Regions from separate parts of the Mus musculus genome. Here all the other regions are linked to region 1. The links are chromatin contacts, called in public Hi-C and HiChIP or PLAC-seq maps. All regions are on one chromosome and are shown on one strand. Each heading gives the region's core, a stretch centred on a gene start, on an enhancer-like site or on the middle of the called end of the contact. The rest is flanking DNA. Distances are from core to core; before and after follow the strand shown.

Region 1 (4,193 bases), core at 475-2,974:
CTGAACACTCGCAGCTATCCAGAAAGCTCCACGGCTTCATCGGCTTCCAAAGGCGTGTCAGTCTCCTGGGGTCCTAGCGACCTATGCTTGGAACATGGTGGGCGGAGCAACCGCCTGGGTGGTCCCCAAAGGCTCCCTTCTCCTTCCCTTCTCCTTTCCACCTGGTGTGTGTATGGGTGTCAGTTCAGGCCTGGCTCCTCTGGAAGGGGATTACAGCTTCATTCCCTCCCATGCATCCTCTGGCTGCCTCCACGGAACGTCTCGTCCATCTGACCTGGGGTGATGACTGGCCTTGGACCACCACCCCCCCCCTCCCCCCGCCTCTTAGCTTCCATCTTCTCCCTTACCGACCCAGAGCTCTCTGCGGCTCTCCTGCAAGAAAGCAAGATGGCAGCTTGTTACCAGCTAGATCATGTTGAGACCCCTTAGCCTTCAAGCCTCCACCAACACAGCCCCTCATTCGTTCATCATCTCCACTCCTGTGCTCTGAACTCGAGCTTCCTTCCAGTCCACCTAGCTACCTACCCACTTCTTTCCCTGCCCACCAAGGCTGTGCCCGGTTTATGCAGTGCCATTCACAGGCCGCCCTCTCCCTACCTGGAGTTGGTACATGTATGGAGTTGGCTCATAAAGCTCTCTTCCCTCGATCCAGTCCAGTGACTACTTTAGCGGTGCCAATACCGAGGATAGCTATCCCATACCTGGTGTTATTAGTGTTAGCACGTTAGCATTCCTTCTAGGTTCCTCCCAACAGTTAGTTACCTAGCAACAGCCAGGTGGGAGCCTGGGTTGCTATAAAAAGAACTGTTTGGCCTCTCTTCACTCTCTCTGACCCCTTTCTCTCTCTCTCTCTTTCTCTGACCCCCCCACCCTCCCTCTCCCCATCTTTTTCTGTCCCTTCTTTTTCTCTACTTCAACTCCTTTCTCAACCCCCTTCCCATGCCTCAAGTGAACATTTTATACTAGACCCGTGTTGTATGACTGGTACCTGGGGACAGGGGGCACCCACTAAGACACCCCCTCCCAGTGAAGCATACCGCGCTTTACAAAACATATCAAGTAGCACGGTTGAGTTCTTACTATATGTCATCACTAATTCAGTTACCTCTAAAAATAATTCCAAGAGAGGACTAAGGCAACCTTGGCCCAAATCACATCAACATTTGACACCCAGTCCGAGTCTTTACTAGTCACTAAATAGACACACTTTAAAAAAAAAAAAAAAAACTTCCCAAAGCACATTTATTGTGTGATCCTCCCCCCCCCCCCGCCCCCTTAAAGGGCCTAGCTAGATACTGAACACACGATATGTCTTTGATCCACTCACTGATTTGAGCTTCTAGCTTCCAGACTTAAGAATACCACGACCCCAGATGAGCAATTTATGGAAACAACAGTCACCAAGATCATTTGCCCTGGTCAATGACAGATGATAAACCATATCAGGACAAAGTGACCCGCAACATCCTGATAAGAAACCATCTCAGCCTCTGTGGGCTCCTTTTTCCTCTTTCTTTCCTCTTTTGGAAGAAGAAAATCCAGATCAGACACCTGAGAACTCATTGCTATTCTGTAGTCAGGTTGCTTCCAACTCTTTTATTCAAACCACCCCAGGGGCCTTGTGACATTACCTGCTAACGATTCTAACTCATCTTTCCAAACAAAGAGGCATCAGCCTGTCAAACAGCAACAGCCTTCCATCAACAGAGAGCTGAGGTCTCCTCCAGACTGGCAGAATGGGTGAGCGCTTACCGTACTCCCCATCCCCCACCCCGCGCCAGGGCCCTATGTGAATTTCTATGGGGTAATATTTACAGTGCTGGATGGCTGGGCCCTGTGGAGCTTAATGGGCTTCTTAATAAAGGCAGGCTTCATTAAGACAGAGAGCGCGGGGCGTCGTGCCCTTGCTTTGGAGGAGAGGACAAGCCAGCACAAGACGAATGCTCTCCCTCCGCTCGAAAATCATGCGGGTCAAGTGCCTTGTCACGCATTAACAGTCTTTTAAGTTGCTAGGCAGATCGAGAGGAGCCGAGCGGATAAACCAAGGCGGAGGAATTATGAGACCCATCCTGGTAGCACAAACGCTGGAACACAGAGCTGCCTTTAAACAAAGTAATTTGCTAAATGAGCGGCTGGCGGGTTTCCAGATGGCCAATGTGACACGGGCTTGGATGAATCCTTTCTTCAATCACGCGTTTGTCTGGACTGAGACATGAAAGGCCAGGTCAGAGCTACTGCGGTGGCTGCTGTAGCTTTGAAGCCCTTACATAAAACTCTACTGGTGTGGAACTCCGGCAGCTCCAGTGTGGCAGCTGGCGCGGGTGCCCTGGCGTTGGTGCTTGGGAGGCCACTAAGACAGCTGCTCCTTAAGCGGGAGGACAGCCAGCTCAGAACAGGGCTTCTCTGTCTTGCCTACCGCTTCGCTTCACACCAGGTCTCTGGGCAGGTGACCTTAGTACCAGATGAAACTGTAGTTGAAGTCTAAGAAGCAGAAATGTTGTAATTTTAAATATGAATTATTAAGAATCACTTAAAATCATTTCCATGAGTTTTGTCTTTCTTCCTTCAGTCCTGAATGATGTGTTTAAAATAAATAAATAAATAAATAAATAAATAAATAAATAAATAAATAGGAGATATGTGCTATGAGGTGTGGTGAGGTGTGGGAGAAGGGAATGTCTCAGCGGGCCCATGCCGAGGCATCCCTTCCCCATGAGGGACCAGCCACAGGTATAGTATAGTATAGTATAGTATAGTATAGTATAGTATAGTATAGAATAGAGTTTATTCAGGGCATGGGGAGGGGAGTTAAGAGGGCAGTGGAGGCAGAGAAAGGCAGAGAGAGGGAGAGTAGAGAAGTAGAGGAGTAGAGGCCAGCCATGAGCACGTGGAGGGGGGCGGGGAAGAGGCGAGGGGACAGAGTGGGAACAAGAGAGCAAGAGAACAAGAGGGAGAGGAGTGGGCAAGCAGCCCCTTTTATAGTGGGTCAGGCCTACCTGCCTGTTGCCAGGTAACTGTGGGGTGGAGTTTAGACAGAATTCTGACGCTGAACCCAGGACCTTATAAATGTTAGGTAAGCACTCTACCACTGAGGTACACCCCAGACCTCTAAGTCAGTTTGGAAATGCCCAAGATGGATGGAAAAAAAATCTACCTTAATTTTAATTTAGATTTAATGGAGGATGTATACAAGTCCTAGTTTTCAGACATGGTCTCTCTCAGCTGTGTCCCCTTTCTCACTAAATCGTATCTTGGTTTGAGGTCTTTATAGAGACAATGATGATCATTCCGTTCTGGGACGTCAAAGTCCGTGAAACACAGTGAATGAATGAAACCAGGTGATCTGGAGCCATCCGAGGGGCATGGGCCACACGGTAACCGGTAACATCACGAACGGGTGGCAGGCAGTGGGGAAAAAACAAACCAACAAACAATCTGGTTTCGCTGTGCCAAGCTCCGAGGCAAGCTTTACAGGGGGTTCTTAGCCTCCCTTGGCACAGATTTCTGTTCAGTTGCTAAGCAGTCAAGCCCCACCCCATGACGGAAGCCAAAGGCCAGACAATAGCTTTCCTCTTCACCCTGAGCCTCGCTGGGCTTCGGTTCATCTCTGACTCAAGAGGAAAAGTTTAAAACATTGAGTCACCAGTAGAAAGCTTCCGTAGCATTCTGGGGGAAACAGCAGTGTGTTGAGGAAGGTCCCCTAAAGCACCTTGCGGACCGTGGTTTCAGATCTACACAGGGTGGAAAATTTTGCCAACTGAGTTCTATTTCCTGTGTATGCACGAATGGTTTCCTCTCCTAAAAGTTTCCTATCACTGGGGCTTAATGACCCACAGTCAGCCCGATGTAAACACATTCACTGAACAGAGATGCTGTGGAGGAGGGGAGCTTGCTTCTCTGTCTCAAGCAGATACCATTGTCTGTGACCAGATCGCCCCAACCAATCACAGTCTCTCATCAGGTTCCTCAACAGGGTCACAAATCCCAGAACACTGTCTGAGGGATAATGTTCTTGAAGCATCCTTCCTTAAGTACAGATGAAAGCTGATCCCATCCCCGTCCCCCAGCCCCCACCCCACCCCCCAGCCCCGCCCCCGCCCCCGTAGTACTGCCTTAGGGAGTAGTAGGGTTGGCCCAGACTTTCCCACAAAGGTCTAGATGGCATCAGTACTGGCTACTAGAAAGGAGTTGGT
Region 2 (4,193 bases), core at 1,166-3,665, 830 kb after region 1:
AAACACTCATAAACATAAAGTAAAAAAATAAATAAGCTTAAAAGATAAGATATCCAGCACCCAAGGTCCTGAGCTGCACAGAACTGTGACCCTCACACAATGGGCGTCACACAATGACATTGTCACTGTGACAGCTGGAAATAGGAAGTGCCTCGGAAGTGGACAGTGTGCTTATTTCCTGTTACTGTGGCTGCTGTCTAGGCGCAAGTTCAGCTTCCTTAATCTTTAAGCTGTTCTCAAGAAACATTTTTACTTCCACATCCTGTTGCATGAAGTTTTTACTACCCTGCTTTAAGCTCCAGGCAGACCGTGCTACCAGTCCCTGCCCTGTTTCCCTTGGCTCTGCGGATGAAACACGCACACACACACACACACACACACACACACACACACACACACACACACACGTTTACACAGGCACACACACATTAACTTATTTTTAATATGCCTTTTAGCTCAATGGCTGGACACTTCTAAGCCTCCTGGGGATAACCTGCCCTAACCTTCACTCCCAGCTCAGAGCCTCTAAATCTGCCCTCAACTTAGCTGCACAGTTACCTTCTTCATGCTCAGCACCCTAAATCTGACCTCAGCTTAGTTGCATTTGTAATCTCCTGCCTGCTACCCCCAGGCCTAGCTGGGGAAGAGGCCAATGGTCACTCCATCTCACATGGCTGGTAGCTCTCTCTCTCTCTCTCTCTCTCTCTCTCTCTCTCTCTCTCTCTCTCTCTCCCTCCTAAGCATGTTGAATCTTCTTTTTTCCTCCTGCGCCTCCTAGCTTGCCTGCGTGAACCTGGACGTCTCGACTCTTCTGCCCAACCATTGGCTACTAGCATCTTTATTGGTCAATTAAGAGAACTTCAGCATTTGTATGCAGATTCCTGAACCACCCCCTACAACATTCTTCCTTTTATTTCTCATTTTTATTTGTTGAGGATTTATTTTTATTCATATAGAAGCCAGAACAGGTGCTTGCAAGCAGCCTGATGCGGGTGCAGGGAACTGAACTTAGGACCTTTGCAAAGGCAGTATGTCCTCTTAACTTCGGAGCCATCTCTCTAGCCCTCCACCCCTTTTTTATAAGAGTTATTTATTATTATACATAAGTACACTGTAGCTGTCTTCAGATGCACCAGAAGAGGGCGTCAGATCTCATTATGGGTGGTTGTGAGCCACCATGTGGTTGCTGGGAATTGAACTCAGGACCTTTGGAAGAGCAGTCAGTGCTCTTAACCGCTGAGCCATCTCACCAGCCCCCTCTCGCCCTCTTTTAAATATTTATTTATTTAGCACTGCAAATTCAAAGTAGAGTCTTGTGTGTGCCAGACAGAGCTACACCCAAAGCCCCTTTCCTTTCCTTTTTAATTGTTGACACAAACTCTCACTAAGTTGCTCAGGTATGCCATGGACATGGACTTGTGGCCCTCCTGCTTCAAAGGACTAAAGGTGAGAGGCCTGTGCCGCCAGGCCACCTGACCCTTGGTCCTTGACCATTTCTTTCTCTTCATGCCTCCAAACAAAACAAAACAAAACAAACAACCCCCCTCCCCCCAGAACTCTGGATTTTGCAGAGAAGAGACAGAAACAGGATGATAAAGAAAACAGGAAGAATAATGAAGACCCGCCCCAGGTACCTGGAGAGGCATTCACAATCGCTGTCTCCTGATACTCCCGTTTATTTCATCCTGGTTATGACAAAGGGCTTTGGAAAACAAGAAAAACAAAACAAAACAAAACAAACAAACAAACAAAAAAAACAGAACAAAACAAAACAAAAAAAAAAAAACCTTGCCCCAAGCAATATTTAAATGGAAGCAGTGGACGCCAAGGTTTCTAGAACTTTCTATGTATTTGCCTTTTGAGATCAGCCATAATTCTCTGGATCTCCACACATAGCCTTTGTGTACTGTCTCCCCTTCTTCCTGTGGCGTGTCTGTGGGTTCACAGTGTCTCCCCTCTTCTTTCTCCTTTAGAAAGGTCTCCTAATCTGGCCCTGACTGCTTGCTTCACAGGCTGAAGAGGAGAATCCCAGATTGCCTTCACTCACAAGATCTGGCAGCCAGAGCCCCGAGTCCCCCAAGCCCAGTGAGCAGTTCAAATATAAAACCGCACATAACAAGAAAAGTGAAGCACCATGAAACTCTTGTTTGATTAAAAAAAGAAGAAGAAGAAAGTAAACGAAAAATAGCACCATGTAAATATTGTACGTCAAGTTCATTTGTGCTAATTAAGAAATATTGGACATTTGTTTTGAATGGGCTTAGCAACCACTCCGTTTGAGTGGAATCTTCTGGAAAGACTGGCGAGGACAGAGCGGATGTCTTAAAGAGAAAGCTTGGAATATAGACAGGCACGGATGCCAGCCCTGTCCCTCTCAGACGCCTGCCGCCTTCCAAGACTGTGTCTTTGAAGGCATCCATCTCTGTGAGGCAAGCTGTGCCCCCAGGAGACACCTCTTTCCAGAGGCATCTGTGCAGAGCAGAAGTGGGCCGGCTCGGGCACCGAGCGTCATTCTAAGATGCTCAAGTATCCCGTTCCTCTCTGAAGATGCAATCTCCTGCACTGAGGGAGTGGAGAGACTTGAGCCCAAGTTTCTACCAACACCTCTTTCTGGTCCTCTGTCCATTCTCAACGCCTCCATCCTCCTTGGGAGAGCCGTTAGCTTGACATTTTGAAAGACTTTCTCCTTGTACCCTTGGCAGACCCCCAGGCTCCGCGTTGCTGGGCTGCTTAAAGATTCAGGCTGCGTGGGCCTGGCATCAGGCTGCTCCAGGCTTGGCTGAGACCACCTGGCTCCGGCTAGGACTTGGAACGACACAATCCGGATGAAGGAGAATCTCGTATCTCTGGGGAGAACTGCCCTTGGCCTGAATTCGTCAAACAGGATTTATTGGGATAAGAGCCGAGGGGGCAGAAAGAGTAAAGAATATATTCTTAAAGCTAAGTTAAAATCTAAGTCTATGTTGTGGGTATGACAGTAAAAATAGGATTCCAGGCTCGTTTAACACAGTACGATGCAAAGCTCCACTTCAAAGCAGGTCACATGGGGTCGTACTGCCCTGGGGTCTCTGGATCCTTCCTCAAATGCCTTTAAAACAAACCCTGAAGGAGTTGATAGAACCCCAGATATTGAAGTTCCTAAGAAAAGCCTCTGGCTGTATTCCCAGAATTTACTCTCACACCACAGGAAAAAGCCATTGTTAAAGAAGTTACCAGGCAGCATAACTGACTACAGTAAGGTAGATACTCATGTTGGGGACATTGAGACTGTTAAAACAAACTATGTCCAATTAAAAGGCTTATTTTAAAGAAGTGGGCCACAATCTAGTAGTGCAAGTGCCTCAAGAGATACACAACGCAGATAGTTCCTGTCCACCTGCTACTTTGCCCAGCCCTAGATTGTGGCAATATTTGGGTGCCTAACTACTTAGAGTTGAGCATTCATGTAACACTGCTAGAGACAGACACACACACACACATACACACACACTCACACACTAGTTCACACACTCACACACACTCAACACATTAGATCACACATACTCACCCACACTTACATACACACTGGCACACACATACTCACATACAGTTGTGCACACACACAAGCACACACACATGCATGTACACGCTTGCATGCACACAGACTCACACCAGGAAGGAAAGAGAGAAAATATGGAAATGCCATCAGACCGAATCTAGACTGGGTCATCAAGGATGTCTCTTCAGAAAATAATGTATCCCCATTTTAACTCACTGACTTATAAGTATTTTTATGACTTATGGAAATGAAACTGTCAAATGTTAAAGTTGTCCCTGATTCTCTTTATTCTGTCTTTGCCACTAAGTGTTTAATTACAAATTATAATCTACAGCACCCAACATCCCCACCCCACCCCCAGTGTCTGAAAATGCGGTCATCTTGGAGACTAGTGTGATTTCAGGGAAGGAGACGGTACTCTGAAGTCAAGGAGATGAGTCAGAACCCGAACAACAGGCTTTCTAGCTCCTGACTGTGGCTGATTAGTTCAGGGTCTGTTTACTTCAGTCTTCACGAGGAAATGAAGCCTATCTTGCCTATTTTACAGGACCCTAAGAATTAGTATGCATGAATACTAATGGTGTAAAATTAAATATGATTAGGATGGAATAGCTGTTCCTAATTTAGTGGGAGAAAACAGGAGGGATATCGCTAA
Region 3 (4,193 bases), core at 694-3,193, 550 kb after region 1:
ATTGATGCACTATTCTTAGTGGTTTCCACTGGATCACTCCTGCACTAGTTATTTAATTATCCTATCTTATTTTTTCTATTAAAATTCTTTCCTACAGCCAGTAGGAGCTGTGCTAAGAGCAGAAGAAGAGCAGGCGACTTCGTTTTTTATATTTAATTAAAAATTTAATAACAGGAGGCCATTTGAGCTCACTTATTTATTTTTGAATTATGATAGCCTGCTGGAGACTGGATGGACAAGGGTCCTAGTTTCCTGTCCCCAGGAAAGTGGTCAGTATTCAGACACAATGCCAGGCACAATCCTCAGGCTTCTGAAATATTTAGCGTTGTATTTTGTGGGAAGTCGAGATTAAGAGAACGGGGGGTGGGGGGGAAGTGTATTGTCGAGTTGTTCTGGGGCTAGGAAGCTGGCTTAGTGGTTAGAGCACTTGATGCTCTTGTAGAGAACCTGAGTTCAGTTCCCAGCACCGAAGTCAGTCAGCTTACAATTGCTGGTAACCACCTCTAGGGGATCTGCATTTCCAAGCACAGACTAACACAGGGACTGACACACATATACAAAATTTAAAATAATTTTATAAATTAAATCGTCCCGGGAGTCAGTAAGATGGCTTGTTGGGTCAAAGCATTTGCCTACTGAACAGAGTTCAACTTCTGGAATCCACATGGTAGAGAGAAGTGAGTGATTCATGCAACTTGCCCCTCAGCCCCCAACATGCATGCTGTAGCAGAAACACCCTCCCTCTCCAAAATAAATATATAAAAGTAAAGAGTTCTGAGCAGTCATTGCTCCTTTACCTCTCTGTATGTCGCCCCCATGACTACTGCATCTATAGAAACAAATAGAAAATGAGAACGTTCCAGCAGAACTTTTCTCTGACTTGAGTAACCTTGAAAGGAAGCTAGTTTCTGAATTTGACGGAGAATATCTCTACCACGCAAGGTATCACAGACTTCAGTCCCAGCAGCTGGAGATGTTGAGGGCTATACAGTGAGACCCTGGAGCAGTGAGAGAAAGAGGGACAGAGACAGACAGACAGACAGACAGACAGATAGACACACACACACACACACACACACACACAGAGAGAGAGGAGAGGAGAGACAGACAGACAGAAGACAGACAGACAGAGGGGAGGGGAGGGGAGGGAACAGGAAAGGAAAGGTGATAGAGAGACAGAGCGAAATTGAGAAACAAAAACAGAGACAGAGGCAAAGATGGGGGTGGGGGAGGAGAAGGGAAGGGAGAGGAGAAAGGAAAGGCCCATCCCTGTAGTCCTAGCACACAAGAGGGCAGCAAGTTCAAAGCCAACCTGGGTTACACATAGTCTCAGAATAATATACATGATAAATGATATCATTTATATAAGATATATGTTAAATTTTGAGGTAGAAATTAATTATAAAGAACCCCGAGTGCACTAAAAGTCTACAGCCATGCATTTTAGAAAATCAGTGGATTGGAAGAAGAGGGGGGCTCGGGGAGATCGGGACTGACGACTTGGGTGTCTTTTATATTACTGGGCTGCAGAGCACACATTTGTTTAGGCTTGCGAGCCTGTGCATCTTACACCAAAGACTGATGTCTCAAAGAAGCTCCAGGTAGCAGGTGCGATGTTCGTGCCAGCCTGCTGTGGGCTGCAGCATGGTGATCTTCCCTGCCAGCCTACCTTCCAATGCTCACTTCCTGAAAGCAAAGACTTTGATACTGGATTCCCAAATGTGTCATGAAGTCTCTCCAAACACAAAACCATGCACTCCCGCTTTTAAAAATAATAGCCCGGATGGCTTGTCTGTGTGGCGGGTCTAACAGGCATTCACGAATAAGCGATGTCCAAACAGGGACGTCAGAACAGAACCTGCCAGTCCAGAGCTTGGTGTGCAACGAGGGCAGGAATTACTGCAGAGAACTGAAGGCCTGGTTAACCTGCAACCACACAGAACACGAGGCAAAGGCGTGTGTGTGGCTCAGTGCTCTGTGGTGTACTTGGAACTACATAGCTGAGGGATTAGAGGTTGTTTGCTTGCTCGGTGCAAAGCAAGAGGCTTAGAGGAACTTCAATGACAACCGAAAGTTGACTCCTGTAACCGACTGTCTATGCTTGACAAGCCCAGTAAGTTGATAACCTTTTAGAGCTAAAAGGTCCCAGAGTCTCACTAAGCACCGGCCTGTAACATTCCTGCCTAAGCCCGCTGCTGTTTGGCACCATGGAACCTAAATAAAGGAAAACTTTTCCTGCCCAAGTATTTTTTTTTTTCCGGGCATTGATTACCTCTTGAGGCGTCCCCAGGGGTTGCAGCTGTTGTTTCCCACGGTTCCTAGGGTTGTAACTATAGAGGCATAACGTGGCAGTTACAACACATGGCCCAGGAAACTGTCACATACTGACAAGCTTCTTGCCACGGGATCTTTTTTAGCTGATGGCGCCATTGCTTGTCTGCAGCCACCCTCTCTGCAAGAATACCTCTGTTATATACTCAGAGCACAAGAGAGGTGCATGCCGACACTAAGGCTTCCCCAGGCCTCTCTCTGCAATACTGCCCTTAACAGAGTAGCTGGGCCAGGTCCTAACTGGTGGAATTTTGTATTTGCTTATTATTATGGAAGGGGCTATTTTTAAGTGTGAGACACTTCCTATCTTTGAGTTAACTCAAACCCATTTCCTACGAACAAAGCAGGCAACGGGGCTGCTAGGATTCAGAGGCTCGCTCAGATTACAGTCTGAAAGTCCCCTGGATGACACAAAGAGGGTGGCCTTGCAGGAAGGCTGGGGTTTATGACAAGAGGATTTCCTGAGCTCTGCTAACATCTGTTCCTCGGGAAGCCTGGCTTCTAGGAGAGGGGATTTGGGTTGAGCTCTGCCCTTGGGGTGGAGGGCGTGTAAGACAGAGACAGTTAGAGCTGCCTGCTCTGCCAGATTCTATTTCCTGTTGTTAAGCAGGTTCTTGTCAGGGGCTTGTGAGGTGCTGATGAGGAATTCTGCTGACCTTCCCTGTGCCATCTTGCCCCATCCCTCCTGCGACCTTTCTCCTTCCTTCCTTCCTTCCTTCCTTCCTTCCTTCCTTCCTTCCTTCCTTTTTTCCTTTCTCTCTTCTCCTCCTCCTCCTTCTCCTTCCTTCTCCTTCTCCCGCTCCTCCTCCTCCTCCTCCTCCTCCTCCTCCTCCTCCTCCACCTCTTCTTTTTGCCAAGACAGGTTCTCTCTATGCAGCTCTGCTTGTACTGGAATTCACTATGTGGACCAGGCTGGCCTCAAACTCAAGGAGATCCCTTTATCTCCCAAGTCCTGGAATTAAAGGTATATATATATATATGGCACTACATCCTGCTGTCTAGTACTTTGTCTTAACCCATTGATGCCCATAAGCAGTCCTGTATGCCAGGTTCTATTGGTCTGCTCATGTGCCCAAAGTCATTCATCTTCTACGGGTCACCCCTGGGTTAACACTCGTGTTGTTGCTCATGATGACAAACCGAGACGGATCAGGTTTGTAGGTGGCACTTGGTCAGGAAGTACCCCATGCATATCAGAGTGTAAAGCAGATGTTGCCCAGGCCGGAAACACGGTGTCAGCTGGGTTAGCTACACTGAGCCACAGGTGGCCCTTTAATGTGGCCTGATACTGCAGTTGTGCCTGGAGCTTTGTGGCTTCCACAGAAGAGTCGTTGCAGGTCCCCATGGATATCAGAATCTACGGGGTCTCTACCTTTTCTGTAAGACTTCATGGTGTTTGTATAGAACCTATGTGTGCTTCCTGTATACGCCAATCATCTCTATGTGATTTTTTTTCCCTTTTGGAGTAAAATCTTACTATCCTAGGTTGGCCTTGAACTCACAATCCCTTTGCCTTAGCCTTTTATGTTTGTGGATAAGAGGTATGCACTACCACATTTACTCTCTAGATGACTTTTCAGTCTTAATACAATGGACACACTCTGGGCATTTTTGTATGTTACCTATGAACCTACATAGGTAATTTTTACTGTGCATGCTTTTAATTAGTGGCTTTTGAATGCATAGATGTGGAAGGAGTGGGCAGGGAGGGTCAACTATGACTGTGTAGCAAAAGCTCAGCTCCTTCACAATTATGGCTATGGGGGACTCGAACACCCAGTGATGTGGGAGCCGTCAAGCCAAAAGTCAAGTGGGGTGGTGAGCTGCCGCCATGTTGTTGGTAAATTAAGTCCATCTAGTGG

What was found. Hi-C and Micro-C count contacts between places; a contact is called where the count stands out from the background. HiChIP or PLAC-seq counts read pairs in DNA pulled down with a chosen protein or histone mark.
Region 2: a contact with region 1 is called in a Hi-C map of the N1E-115 cell line, with 4 times the contacts expected there. The contact joins the enhancer-like site here to the promoter of Wdr95 in region 1. A contact is called at or near these places in 1 of 484 Hi-C or Micro-C datasets (the N1E-115 cell line) and 3 of 115 datasets of contacts at active chromatin or transcription factors (astrocytes, large pre-B cells and pancreatic cancer cells).
Region 3: a contact with region 1 is called in an H3K27ac HiChIP or PLAC-seq map of T-cell acute lymphoblastic leukemia, with 3 times the contacts expected there. The contact joins the enhancer-like site here to the promoter of Wdr95 in region 1. A contact is called at or near these places in 4 of 39 promoter capture datasets (cranial neural crest, hippocampal neurons, maxillary cranial neural crest and 1 more), 2 of 484 Hi-C or Micro-C datasets (cerebral cortex and cortical neurons) and 6 of 115 datasets of contacts at active chromatin or transcription factors (SST interneurons, T-cell acute lymphoblastic leukemia, embryonic basal ganglia and 3 more).

Annotation. Positions count from the first base shown.
Region 1 is chr5:149,526,210-149,530,402 of GRCm38.p6, reverse strand. Wdr95 (WD40 repeat domain 95) reads right to left here and starts at 1,724. Exons shown (of 23, transcript NM_029440.3): 1 at 1,632-1,724. All of the region lies in intron 1 of Gm15997 (predicted gene 15997), which reads left to right.
Region 2 is chr5:148,696,398-148,700,590 of GRCm38.p6, reverse strand. No RefSeq gene overlaps it. Among named protein-coding and RNA genes, the nearest start is that of 2210417A02Rik, 43 kb to the left of the region's middle. Within about 2 kb of position 2,415, at least 31 of the 459 cell types and tissues checked have an H3K27ac peak or open chromatin away from gene starts, as enhancers often do. A contact at or near this core is called in the N1E-115 cell line, where this site is marked.
Region 3 is chr5:148,976,426-148,980,618 of GRCm38.p6, reverse strand. All of the region lies in intron 4 of Gm15411 (a long non-coding RNA gene), which reads left to right. Among named protein-coding and RNA genes, the nearest start is that of 5930430L01Rik, 17 kb to the left of the region's middle. Within about 2 kb of position 1,943, at least 138 of the 459 cell types and tissues checked have an H3K27ac peak or open chromatin away from gene starts, as enhancers often do. A contact at or near this core is called in T-cell acute lymphoblastic leukemia, where this site is marked.